Linked DNA regions of Danio rerio: region 1 is linked to region 2. Evidence: chromatin contacts called from public Hi-C data. All regions are on one chromosome and are shown on one strand. Each heading gives the region's core, a stretch centred on a gene start, on an enhancer-like site or on the middle of the called end of the contact. The rest is flanking DNA. Distances are from core to core; before and after follow the strand shown.

What was found. Hi-C and Micro-C count contacts between places; a contact is called where the count stands out from the background.
Region 1: a Hi-C map of embryo shows a contact between it and region 2, with 2.5 times the contacts expected there. The contact joins the enhancer-like site here to the promoter of gpr37b in region 2. A contact is called at or near these places in 2 of 18 Hi-C or Micro-C datasets (embryo and skeletal muscle).

Annotation. Positions count from the first base shown.
Region 1 is chr4:4,391,719-4,398,885 of GRCz12tu, forward strand. It overlaps a transcript of waslb not described here. Among named protein-coding and RNA genes, the nearest start is that of tmem229a, 20 kb to the right of the region's middle. Within about 2 kb of position 5,478, at least 3 of the 62 cell types and tissues checked have an H3K27ac peak or open chromatin away from gene starts, as enhancers often do.
Region 2 is chr4:4,333,865-4,341,194 of GRCz12tu, forward strand. gpr37b (G protein-coupled receptor 37b) reads left to right here and starts at 4,457. Exons shown (of 2, transcript NM_001144049.1): 1 at 4,457-5,508. The coding sequence starts at 4,504.

The DNA.
Region 1 (7,167 bases), core at 4,228-6,727, 59 kb after region 2:
TTGATTGCAGTAAATGGACCGTAAAGGTTTGTTTTTGCATACAAAGGTTTTTTGTTTGTGACTATTCGTTTTTTTCTGTTAAATCTCAAGCTAAATAAATCAATCAATAGTTGCTGTAATGTAAAGTAAATACAGTATTACATATTTTTAAGTACACTGAAAAAATTATTCAGAGATGATTCCTTGGATTTACTCAATTTGTTTACGTTAAGTGGTTGTAAATAATTTATTTGTGTTGAATTTAAACAAATAAAGTAAGTTGTACATTATTAAACTTAATTTGTTTGTTTAAATTCAACACAAATAAATTATTTGCAACAGTTCTGCATGCAACACTTTTTTCAGTGTATTTATGTCATAGAAACATGTTAAAAATAAATGATTTGGATCATTTTTGAAATATTAATGAGTGAAATATTGAACTATACAAAACTGTCATGTCTTTCCAATTAAATTCGTCACACAAGTAAACATTTATTTAATAAATACATCAAATTTTACTTATTAATTCCCATTTTTTTATTCCTTTTTAGTAGTTGTGAGTGGTTATTAAGACATTCATTCATACGAAGGTGCCAATGTTGTTTTAATAATAGTTTTTATAAAGAATACACAAATATTCATTTGTCTACACCACGGGTGTCCCAAACTCAGTCCTGGAGGTCTGGGGCCTCATGTACGAAGACTTGCTTTGAATTCATACCAAAACATTGCGTACACTGAAAAAAGTGTTGCATGCAGAACTGTTGCAAACAATTTGTTTGTGTTGAATTTAAACAAACAAATTAAGTTTAGTAATGTTCAACTTAATTTGTTTGTTTAAATTCAGCCCAAATAAATTGTTTACAACCTCTTAACGTAAATAAATTGAGTAAATCCAAGGAATCATCTTTGAATATTTTTTTTCAGTTTACGCACAAAGCTGTAAATGTGTGTACGCAGAAAAAATTTCAGATGTATGAAACTGCGTACTGCGTACGCCGATTCCCACACATATTCTCTTTGTACAACCAAACTAGCGTGAAACTGAGCGCACGTGCACGAGCACAAAACTCCTCCCTGCCTCCTCCCCCTAATAAATATGCTAATGACTCTACTTTGGCAAAACCAAGCGAAAAAGCAATGGCAAAAGCACGCCAGAAGAGAAACTTTGAACAGAATGTGATTTGGAGGTCATCCTATCGGAGGAAATACCGGAGAAATATGGTGTTATTTGCAAGTTTGTCCTCCAGAATTAATAACAAAAAACATAGAGTAGGAGAGCTGACGTGGTTAACGCAGTCGGGTCTGAACAGCGCACACCTGAAGTGGCACACCTCATTGGACATCAGCAGCGCAAGGGGTGTGGCTCGTAAAGCGCATGGCAACATGTTTTGACACTATCATTCATGATCCCGGTTTGAATCCAGCGTCACATAGCGTCCCCCGATACATATCAGATTTTTTCTACTCTTCATCACGAGGAAGACACATAGGAATCATTAATAAGTGTGTGTATTATGTTAAGCACAATTGAACATCACAATATTTGCACATTTATTGAATGGAAATGTTTCAGATTCACGTAGCCTATGCAAATTCGTCTTCAGATGGCGCCTTTATAGCAATGTGTGTGCAGTCGATCGCTCCGAGGACATTGGGAAAACCGGCGATCGCTGCAAGTTGCGCTTTAATGTTTGGCCGGTCAACTGCATGGTATGGAAATCTTATACCTGCTAGACATACGGATGATCCCGTCCCAAACAGCTGGCATTGCTTAAAGATAGTTTGTAGTTTGCAGTTTAACACAACTGCCTCTAGGAGTCGCCAATGTAAATAAAACAAACACACACACACACACAAAAAAAAAAAATGCGCGAACTCACATTGGGCGCCACAACGAAGGATGAGGAGGGAGCCACAAGTCGTCCCAGAGTCTCCTCAAAGTCCAGCTCACTGTTAACGCTTTTTGTAAATTACATCGTATTTACCTGTGATGCGGTATGTTACTGTATACTACCTGACAAAAGTCTTGTCATCGATCTCAGTTGTAAGAGCAACAAATATTATCTTGACTACTAGTTGATCATTTGGAAAAGTGTCAGAAGGTCGGTTTTTCTAATGAATTAAATGTTGAACTGTATCTCAATCATCACACTGCACAAGACTACTGAACCAACCCAAGATTCTCACAGAAATCAGTCAAGTTATAGTAGTAATAGTTTTTTTTTTTATTCCTTTTTCGTAGTTGTGAGTGGTTATTAAGACATTCATTCATATGAAGGTGCCAATGCTGTTTTAATAATAGTTTTTATAAAGAATACACAAATATACATTTGTCTACACCACGGGTGTCCCAAACTCATTCCTGGAGGTCTTTGGCCTCATGTACGAAGACTTGCTTTGAATTCATACCAAAACAACTACAGTACGTTTGGTGAAGGAGACATCATGGTTTGGGGTTACATTGAGTATGGAGGCATGCGAGAGATCTGCAGAGTGGATGGCAACATCAACAGCCTGAGGTATCAAGACATTTGTGCTGCCCATTACATTACAAACTTCAGGAGAGGGTGAAGATAGCGCTCCAGTTAATCTTTTATTCTGTGGCAAATATCCTTCATGCCACTTTAGTTCAGCTCTAAAATCTATTTTCCTTTTCCGTCTCTGTAGTTATGCGGAGAGAGCAGCCGTCTGTGTGTGTTTGAGAGCCAGAGAGAGCATGAATTAGGTGAGTGTCTGTCTGTGTATAAACCATCATACATCATCTGGCATAAAGCCTGTTACTTTTATTAGTCTGATCCGATATGACGATGATCTCCATGCGCATGTCTGGCACCTATTCAGATATACTCCGGGTTTCTTTCAGATGTTATTTCGTGCTGATGTTGGTCTGGAAAAAAAGCAGGTCAGAGATCGGGATCGTGTTTTGGCAGCGGTTGTGAATGTGCCGTTAAAAACCCCATTGATTGACAGCACATTTTCTAAGATTAGCGCCACTCATTAATCAATTAGTTCCAATCAATTCTCTCCACAGCCACATATTTGCATTATTTATGCACCGGGCACTGCATATTCATAGTCGGTGATAATCTAAGATAATGAGAGCAGCTCTGGCTCATATTTTGGTTTATAATTGGCTTGAATATTTCTGCTACTGCAGGAATTTTTTGGCAAGAGTTTGTAAGGGGGAAACAGATTGTTTAACCAATGAAACTACAAGTAACATCATTACTGTGCTTGAGGTATAATGTTAATATTGCTCAACGAAATCTACTTTTAAGCTGATTCTTGTACAAAAACCGTTTACATACTTTTTTGTTATTAATAGTTACGTTATTGTTCAAATAAATTAATTTGACTTGCTTAAAATTTCACTTTTGCATAAAAATTCATTTTTTTTCATGTTGCAGAGATGAATATATTCATGTTACACCCCTCACAAATCTCTATTTTAAGATTTATATTTTCTATAGTACTAATAGTTTCTATAGTAATAATATGTTTGTGCATATACATTAGATCAAAATCTGGAGCTCATCTAGCAAAATAACATACGATAATGGTTAAAAAATGATAGTACCCCAAATTTATATGTTAGGGGAAAAAATAAACAAAAATTTAAAAGATAGGAAAAATCCATATATATATAAAAATATAATGTATTTGTATATGTAAATAAATTAAAGCAAAAATACTGTATTTACATTTACAGCACCATTTATCTTGCTGTATATGTATTTACAGAAAGTTATGTATATATTTACTGTAAATGATATAGTAATTTTCATAATTCAACTTTAACACACAGTAACATACTGGATAACTGTCTTACCAACAGTAAAATACAGTTCATATTACAGTTAAATACTGTGTAATCTACAAAATTGTTAACAGTGTAAAATTTAGTTGAAATTGTATATTTTTCATTTTCTTAGTTTTTTTTTCAATATATATATTTATATATATGAAATTTACTTGAATTTATTTGTATTATCTTTCTATTTCTAAAGATATTCGATGTCTAAAATATTATTTTAATAAATATATATCTGTTTTTTATTGCAAATATTTTAGGTTTATTTATTTATTTATTTATTTTGCACTGTATTTGCACTTTTTTGCACTGTATTATTTTTTGTACTTCTTTTTTTGTTTAAAATTTTCATTTTTATTTCTCAAAACTTAATTTTCCCATTGCAGTTCTTTATTTTTGTTATCAAAATAAATTTTTATTTCTCAAAAATTAGTTTTTGCTTACCGATTTTTGAAGATTTGCATTTATTTAGTTATTTTTTCTCATTACTTTATTTTTTGTTTGCAAAACATTTTTTTTTTTGCTAGTATATATGGCCCTAGATTGACTCCATAGGATAGGATATCCAAAAATGAACCATTTACTTACATAATTTACTATGTTATTTACTGTTCAAACTTTACTTGTTACAAACCAAGATTCTTTCCTCTGTTGAACACAAAAGAAAGCTTTTTGAAAAGTGTTGGAAACCTGTAACCATTGACTTCCACAGTATTTCTTTTTTTCTACAGCACGTCATGATTTTACCAAGATGTGATCCTGGATTAACATCTATGTTGATCCTAGAACATCATTTTTATTCGAAAATGTAATCCATACCTATTCCCTACCCCTAATCCCAAACATAACTGTAAATTATTCCCAAATCAGAGGGGAATAGTTGGATAACAATCATGTAGAAGTGTACAAAACCTACCATAAGCCTAAACTTAACATAATCCCTTAATTCTGATTGGCTGATTGGCAGGTTGTTCCAGGATCAACATAAATGTTCATCCAGCAACATGTCCTATTTGGTGAAATCAGGTTAGTGTGGAAGTCGATGGTTACAGGTTTTCAACATTCTTCAAAACATCTTCTTTAGTGTTTATCAGAAGAAAGCAACTCATAATGCGTTCTAAACACTTACGGGTGAGTAAATAGAGAGTAATTGTTTTGATTTGTAGTGAACTGTCCTTTTAAGTCTATTCATAATTTAGTGTTTGGTCATCATTTTCAGTCTTTTCTCTGTCTATTTTTTTGCAATTGCACCTTTAAGGCTTTAAATAATGAGCATCTCTGCATCAAACTCTCAAGACTTGTTTTTTCTATTGCATGACCCATTTAGAGACGCACACATGTTCCCCCTGCTGTGAAGAGAGCGCAGGCATGTTAAAGTTAGCAGTCAGTACTAGTCTGCCAGAGGAAGCTGTTTTCATTTGCGTCTGAATGTTCGCAGCTCCCGCTATGTGACATTGGGGAACAGTGACAGCATGGAAGCAGACAGTGTGTGTGTGAGGCTGAATAATTCATGCAGACGGGCAGAGTAAATATTAAGCTAGTTGAGCGATGCATCCTCACACACACACACACACATATAGAAAAACACACACACACACAGTTCGTCCTGCTGCGATCTGGAGAGGCTGCAACTGTGGCATTACTGTCTCCAGCGGAGCCTCAGAAGCAGATGGATGTTCAGAGGGCGTAGATGTGTGTCAGTGGGTCACAGTTTACCCAGTATCCTCGGGGGCATCAATGGAGAGGAACTCTGCCATGCTTTTCTTTTCTTTTTTCTTTTTTTCCTTTTTTTTTTTTTTTTGCATGGGTGATTTCATTAGAGAACAAGCAAAGGTCAGTCTGCAGATTAATGCTTTATGTATTTAGTTAAGAGTCTTGACAAAATATAATATAATATAATATAATATAATATAATATAATATAATATAATATAATATAATATAATATAATATGATACAATATAATATAATATAATATAATAAATATAATATAATATAATATAATATAATATAATATAATATAATATAATATAATATGATATAATATGATATAATATAATATAATATAATATAATATAATATAATATAATATAATATAATATAATATAATAAATATAATATAATATAACATAATATAATATAATATGATATAATATAATATAATATAATATAATATAATATAATATAATATAATATAATATAATATAATATAATAAATATAATATAATATAAAATAATATAATATAATATCATATAATATAATAAATATAATTTAATATAATAAATATAATATAATAAATATAATATAATATAATATAATATAATATAATATAATATAATATAATATAATATAATATAATATAATAAATATAATATAACATAATATAATATAATATAATATAATATAATATAATATAATATAATATAATAAAATATAATATAATATAATATAATATAATATAATATAATATAATATAATATAATAAATATAATATAATATTATATAATATTATATAATATAATATTAGTGATGTCAAACAATTAATCGTGATTTATCCAATCAATAAATTAAATTTCATATTTACAAAATAGATTGTATATTTTTGTTGTATACAAACATACATAGAGTCAATAAGAAGCTGTGAATAAGAAGCTGGATTCAGCCTCGTCCCTCCTTATCGCAAACACAACAGCAGTCTGGTGAGGAATCTCTTTAGACGGATGACATTTCATGCCACGTTCAGCCTTAAAATGTGGGCAAAATTTGCTGTTTTGTCATCACCTTAAGGGGGTCACACACCAGAAGCGCTGCTTCAAATTACGCTATAGAGAATCATTCAAATACTAGCTATAAAGTGACACTGGTGAATTAGTAACGCTTCTGCTGTTCTGACGCCAGCTGCAGATGTGAATGAATGGCGGAAGAAAGTAGTTCCTAATAGAAAACGGTTTTAAACTCTCTGTGTTTGATTTTCTTTTTTATGTACAAGATTGTGCCGTCGAACTGTTGTATAAACGCAATATCACATGAGTAGCAGTGTGCTATGGCTGTATATTAGCAATGGTGGGGCACTAAGGCACCCGGTCTGCTGCCTTATGCCAATGCACACCCCCCACCATATATATATGTATATAAGGGTGAAGAGGAGGTACAGTGCTAATATTGCAGAATATCGCATGGCTATCAGCCAATCAGATTCAATAGAACTGATGTATATATATATATATGGTTATACGCAAAACAACATATCTAGGTATGCCCTAAAAAATGTATATCAAACATTTTAATTAAAAATAAAAATAAATAAATACGATTAAGATTAAAACTATGTTTTAAATCAGTTAGTTAACTGTGTGAACATGACTCTGCAT
Region 2 (7,330 bases), core at 3,207-5,706:
ATGTACATGTACAGTATTGATCATACCTAGTTCATGTTAGTAAATACATTAACAACTGAAACCTTATTGTAAAGTGTGACCGCTTTACTTTTCAAAGCACTAAAAAGTCTTACAGGAACGACGTGACGCATAGATTGATTGCTTTACTGATTGATTGAGTGACGCCAAGTCAAATCTGCGATATTGTGCATCTACAGTAGCACTGAGATATTGCTGCTGCTTGTTCAGAGATATGGGAGTCATTCATCATCCGGCGCTCATGTGGACAGCAGGTGATTGATCACAGTAATACTCTGTCTCTAGGTGATTCAGGCTTCATTCCCTTGGAAAGTCACACTTCAGTAACCTATTAAGTAGGCTCGCATTGCATTAGACATGCAGTACACATATCTTGCGGTCTTTAAGTGTGGTTTAAGGGCGAGTTTGTGTGTCTCAGTCCATCTTTCCGTCTATATTATTTGCGATGCTGCTTTGCACCGCCAGGTGGCGCTTTAGATCGCTGAAATATCTACTACTCTAATCGCACACCCTATTGCCTAGTGATGAAAACAACTGTTTGTAATGCTGTCGTGCCTATAGATTTAGAGTTAAACCACTCCCATAAAAACAAGCGCATTACAGTAAAACGCTGTTAGACTTTTCATGAAACCCTTAATAAAGTTAAAGTTAGAATCATTAGATTTGTTTTTTATTTTTCAGATTCCCCAAATGATGTTTAACAGAGCAAGAAAATTTTCACAGTACTTCCTAAAATATTTTGTCTTCTGGAGAAAGTCTTATTTGTTTTATTTTGGCTAGAATAAAAGCCATTTTTTTAAACCCTTTTAAGGTCAACCTAATATTTTAGGTGTGACTTTTTAACATTCTGTAAGGGGTCTACAGATGAAAAATAGCCATTCTTGGCTAATTCTGGCACATTTTACAGTAATGTTTATTAATGTGCATTGACCCTGTAAACAAATAAACTAAACTAAACTAAACGGTGCGATGCAGTGGCTCAGCACTCACATCAAGTCCCGGCCGGGCCAGTTGGCATTTCTGTGTGGAGTTTGCATGTTTTTATTTTTTATTTTCTTTATTTGCAGAAGAATACAAATGTATGTATATATATATATATATATATATATATATATATATATATATATATATATATATATATATATATATATATATATATATATATATATATATATAAAGCCAAAATGTGCAGGAAGAGGCAAAAAGCCCAAAATGCTTATTTAGAGCCTCTACCTAAATTATAATAACAAAAACAATTCCATTCAACAAATCGACACCTTATTATAAGGTTCTATCTGACGTTTTTGTCAAAATTGAGTATTAAAATAGTATTAAATTACAACTTATTTACATTATGGGATGTTTTTAATAAGTTATTTACATTTTAAGACCTTTTATTTAAATAAACAAATGTTACAAACATACTGTTTGCTATATGGAATGCAAAAACTTTGAAGCTCAATATCTTTAAATCATTCAGAACGCAGAAAGAACCTTATAATTCCAAAGGGACGAAATGCTAAATTCCAATTCCAAGTGAGTAATAATACACACAGATAGCATTACAAAATCACATACACACAACCATAATTAGAAATCATACAATACAATAAAATTCTTGCAAAATTACAAAACAACAATAAAGTGATTTCTTATGCATCTCTTAAAACCTGTTAGAGGAAAAAAAAATGTTATATGGGATCAATCATTTTATAATGTAATACCCCTAAATCTAATCGAGTATTGTGCTGTACTTGTATAACCTTTGGGAAAATGAAAACTTGAAAACTGACAAGTAAAATAACAATGAACCTGTCAATTTACTTCTGAAATGATCTGTCATGTTGCCTTCATTTGAATTGAAAAATTTTAATATCATATATGGAAAGAAGATGGAGTTTCTGAAATGAAATAGTGACAGGAGTAAATGAATTTGAGTTGCAATTCCTACAAAATGCTTTTGAAGAAAAAAAAATTGAAAAGTAGTAGAGAAAGTACATGCTCAAATTATATTGCAATACTGTCTCCTTGTGTTAGCGTGGGTTTCCTCCGGGTGCTCCAGTTTCCCCCACAGTCTAAAGACATAGGCTATAGAATTGGATGAACTAAACTGGTCATAGTGTATGAGTGTGAGTATTAATGAGAGTGTATGGGTGTTTCCCAGTAGCTGGAAAGGCATCCGCTTTGTAAAACATATGCCAGAATAGTTGGTGGTTCATTATGCTGTGGCCACTTCTGAAATAAAGACTAGCAAAATAAAAATGAATGAATATACTGGCAAGCTAATAATTCTGATTTCAACTGCATGTAAACATCCGGTCCAAACGCAAAAACCATTTTAAAAATTCCAAATCACAAAAAATGTTTCCATCAGCCTTTAATTTTGTATTAACGTTGATATTAAGCAGCTGAACTCCATGCTTATATCTGGCAACAAAGTTTCACTACTAGCAAAGTCTGTGCCAACTTGTGTTCTGCGCCTGGCTTCCGTTTTACACTGCTAAACTCTGAATGACCAGCAGGACTTAGAGGCAAAACTTTGGACCAGGCAGAACAAAGAAACTAAAGCATGTCTGTGCTAAATAAGGAAGGTTTCCACATAATCGCTGATGTTATGCAAGGCAGTGAAAGGCTCTTGGCTGTTTGCAAAAGTTCGCCTCTGAGCCCAAGTTTCTGTCCAGCAGGAAACAAACCTGAAGCAAGTCTGCTCTTGCCCTTCCGCTCAAAATACTTTACTCTGTTGTGGCATTGCTACAGGCAAGGAAAACCTGTTCGACATACCAATGCTCTAAAGAGTTCTCTGAAGTAAAAGTAATCTGCTTTAGTGATGTTGTTGACCCAAAAAGTGGACACTTTATACGTTCAGGATGTCGGACGTCAATGCACATGAGAAATACTATAGATAACAATGTTTACTGCACTTAGGCTTCTGAATATTTATAAGTAAATAATTGTGTTTTTTTTTTTTTTTTGCTAAAAATACTAAAATATTTACTGAAATTGTTAAATGTCATTTAAAACTATAATATTATATGATGTATTATATAAATATTATAGGCCTACGCAGAGAGTAAATTAAAATATTAAAGTATTAACTAGCTTTTAATCTCAAGAATGTTGGTGAAGTATTGTTCTGTGTAATTATTAAATTACAGACTTATTGTACGTGGACTTACTGTATTATGTAAAAGAATATATGATCATACTGAATTTGATCATACATTACATTGATTGCTGATTATTGTCAAAGTGGTGGTGAAGTATAAATATTTAAAATGATTAGTATTTTGGTTCTTCGTCTCAAATAGAGTATTTTGATAAGTAAATGGCATCAAATGATATTTGTTTTAATTATGGCAGATCAGTTTTATTTATTTAGTTATTATATAAACTAACATATGGGACAAAAACAAGCAAAAATAACATATAAATTCTACTGCTATTATATAAATATTATAAATTCTATTATCAATTATATCAAAATAATAATAATAAATAAATAAAGCTTTTGTTTATGTGTTTGCATATTATGCATATTTATTTTGTTATATCTAATACTATATATATATATATATATATAATTTTATTTAGTATTTTTTGAGTACACTGTGTATACATTATGCAAATACAGAATTTTATTTATATTTTTAATTGCAATTAACCAATTTTTTACAGTGCTAAAATTCACGTTTTCTATTGATACGTTAATTACAAGTATTTATTGTATGACTGCTTAATGCATATGTGCAATATGCACACATATGTTGCAGAAAATGTTAATTGCGCGATTTAATACTGCAGCCTGTGTCCAGTCATATTTGCGCAATATAAGCAGTTTCACATTTCCACTGTGACATTAGGTTATATTTGAACTCGCATAAGCCCGTGTTACACTCATGACTGATCGGATTATGATTCTGTTGACATGCGTAATTACGCATGGTAATGAATGTACTACGCACGGGCGGGGCGGGGTCGCCTCCAGCTGCGGTGGTCCAAGGCGCTGATGCTGATGGATCCGGCTTGACAGAACAAGGTTATCCGCCAGGAGAGAGTCCGTCCATTTTCTTCAGCATTAGCAGCAGCAGATCCCCGCCCGCCCGCTCGCGCCACGGAGCGCGTCCCCGGGACTCCACGCACGGCAGAGGCGCAGGACGAGCACAGGTTGCCGCGCCCAACATAACGCGGGATGCGACCGACTCCTGCAGCTGGCTGGGATGCAGTGCGCTTCAGAAGCACAAACGCAACTAGCGCTTTCATGTAATGTCGCGTGCATGTGAAAATAAGGCACTTTAAGGACGAGGAACGCAAAGAGAGAATCTAGCCGAGGAGGGTTTGCATCCGTGTGGATGTGTAACAGGAAAAGTCGACTGCATGGATTTAATTAGCTCCCACTGATCGTTCACGTGCGAACTTTTCCCCTCCGACAATGTGAAAGAATATCCCGCATTCGAGTGTTATAGAGTGCACACGGACCCGTTGAAGATGCAGATGCTGCTTTTGAGGACGATCTTTTTCGTTGCGGGATGCCCACATGTTTTGCTGCGCGGGGGAAACCGTAACGCACACACCAAAGAGACGGCCAACGTTACTCTTAGGAGCCTTCACGATGCAAAAGCCAGCGCCACACACCCTGCGAGGCATCAAGCCGCGGGTACACCTGCCTTTGACACTATCAGACAGACTTCAGGAGACAACAGCAACTTGTCTTCGCATCTCTGGCTGCTTCTGGAGAGCAAACAGTATGGATACAGACATCTGCTGTCCAACAGAACACACGCGGTCACGGTGAGTGGCTCGAACCCACAGAAGCGCTTGCGGCGGCATAAAAGGAAAAAGTTGAATGGTGAGATGCCCGCTACCATGGGAACAGTCGCTGGACACAATAACTCTAAGCCGTATTCAATGAGCAAGCGAGAGAGAAACCACAGACGCAAAAGAGGCACAAAGGAGCACCACAAGAAAACCTTCAAGAGCTCGAAAAGGGGCCCGAATAAAAGCGCTCCCCCGCTGACACCAGTCGAAACTTATTATAACGCCCTGACATCCTCTTTAACCATGTGGGAACCGCTTCCCAAACCCCAAGCTCTCACCTCCACCGACTTCCCATTCGATCTCACTGAATTCCACACCAAACCCTTAGACGACCCATGGGACGCCACACCAATGACCCCTCCGTATGCTGAGGATGAGGAGAGCATCTTCTTCCCCAATCCTTTCTACCCGGTCACAAGCGAAACATACGGGGCGTATGCAATCACCATCATCTCCGTGCTTATTTTTGCGGTGGGAATAACCGGGAACATAGCAATAATGTGTGTTGTGTGCCATAACTACTACATGAGGAGTATCTCCAATGCTCTTCTGGCCAACCTCGCCATCTGGGACTTTGCACTGCTCTTGTTTTGCCTGCCCCTCGTGGTGTTTCACCAACTCACAAAGACTTGGCTGCTGGGCCAGTTCACCTGTAAAGTCGTACCATATATCGAGGTAAAGGAATCCATATTCACTCATATCAGGGTTTAATGTTTGTGTTGCAAGCATCAATACTTTTTAAACATCTTTAAGCATATAAAAGTTCTCTTGTGGGATGCATAGAGTTTAATAAACATAATATATTATTAAATATATTATTAACTATTTATTGTTTATAATTTCTACATATAAAATTATATGCATTTGAATTCGGTTTTAACATAGACTAATGCATACAATAAATCCGGTAGGAAACAGGTGGCATGTCTGCACTCTTAAAATAAATAAATAATACTATTTACATAATGCATTTATTCAAATAGCTTAAAATCAGCATGACAGATCAGTCCACTTATAGATTTATGAATGCCTAATTACAAGATATATCTATTCATGTTGTGTACAATTGCACAACATAAATTAAAAATGCATCACAAATGGATAAGAAACAGGAACATTATATCAGAGCATTCTTCAAAATATCTTCTTTTCTAGTTCTACTATTTCATGCACTAATGCATTCAGGAGAATTTGCGTTTCTTGCACTGAAGGGTGAGGTATCGAAACCATGGCATGGTGGGTAATTCTGTCTCTTTTGGAGAGCCGTCAGTGCTCCCTGCATGCAAAAGAGCATCCACCCTGCCCTCAGGACACCTGCACTGGCAGTCTGCTCTGACCTCTGTCCCACTGCCGTCACATACTGTACGGTGCAACCATAACCGTTCACTTGACATGAAATCTGCAGGCACCCCGCTGCCATCCACCACACCCAGTTTCAGCAGAGCTCACTTTACAACCAAACACTGCGCCGCTTTAGTGTCAGAGTAATCGTGGATGGAAATCTTGTCCTGTTGCATCTCACACAAACACATATGCAGATCACATTTCATGACAAAAACTAAAAAAGTTATGCTTTGAGGATTTGTTTTTCTTTTTTTTTGTTGTTGTTGCATTGCCTTGCAGCATTATTTTCATGACTATTAGACACTCACCACAAAAACGTTCATAATTATAATGTTATGCATTTGCATAAACCAAACATCACTCTCCTTTAGTGTCCCCCACCCTCCAAAACAAAAAACTAAAAACAAAAAATCAACAGGAATGCATTAGGAAAAATGCCTGAACCTGATTGAATTGTATTTTTCTGAATTGTTTTCATGAAAATTAGGGATTGACTACAGACATTTACATTATTACAATGTTATTAATTTGCAACAATCAAACATCGCCATTATATGGTACAGATATATCCAGATTACATTTCCCTCAGAAAATCAACAAGACAAGATGTGTTTGCATTTAGAAAAATGCATAAAGCCTGCTTTAATTGTATTTAATTAAATGTTTTTTTTTGCTTTATTGCATTGCTTTGCAACATTATTTGCATGGCAATTAGGCATTGACCATACAAATTTGAATATTACAATGTTATGCATTTGCAACAACGAAACATCACCCTTCTTTAGTGTCAGAATATATCCAGATCACAAGAGATGAAGCATATGCATTAAGAAAAATGCCTAAAAGCCTGATTTAATTGTGTTTTTCTGTATTACAGTGCTTTGTAGCATTATTTTCACGACAATTAGGGATTAACTACAGACATTTTTTTAATAATTACAACGTTATGCATTTGCAACAACTAAACTGTCCAAATATATCCAGATCACCCCTAAAAAAATAATAATAATAAAATAAAAATAAAATATCGATAAGATAAGATAAATACCTGAAGCCTGATTTTATTTCATTACATTTCAACATTATTTTCATGACAATTCGGCATTGACCATGAAAAGTTTAATTATTACAACGTTACGCGTTCACAACAAGT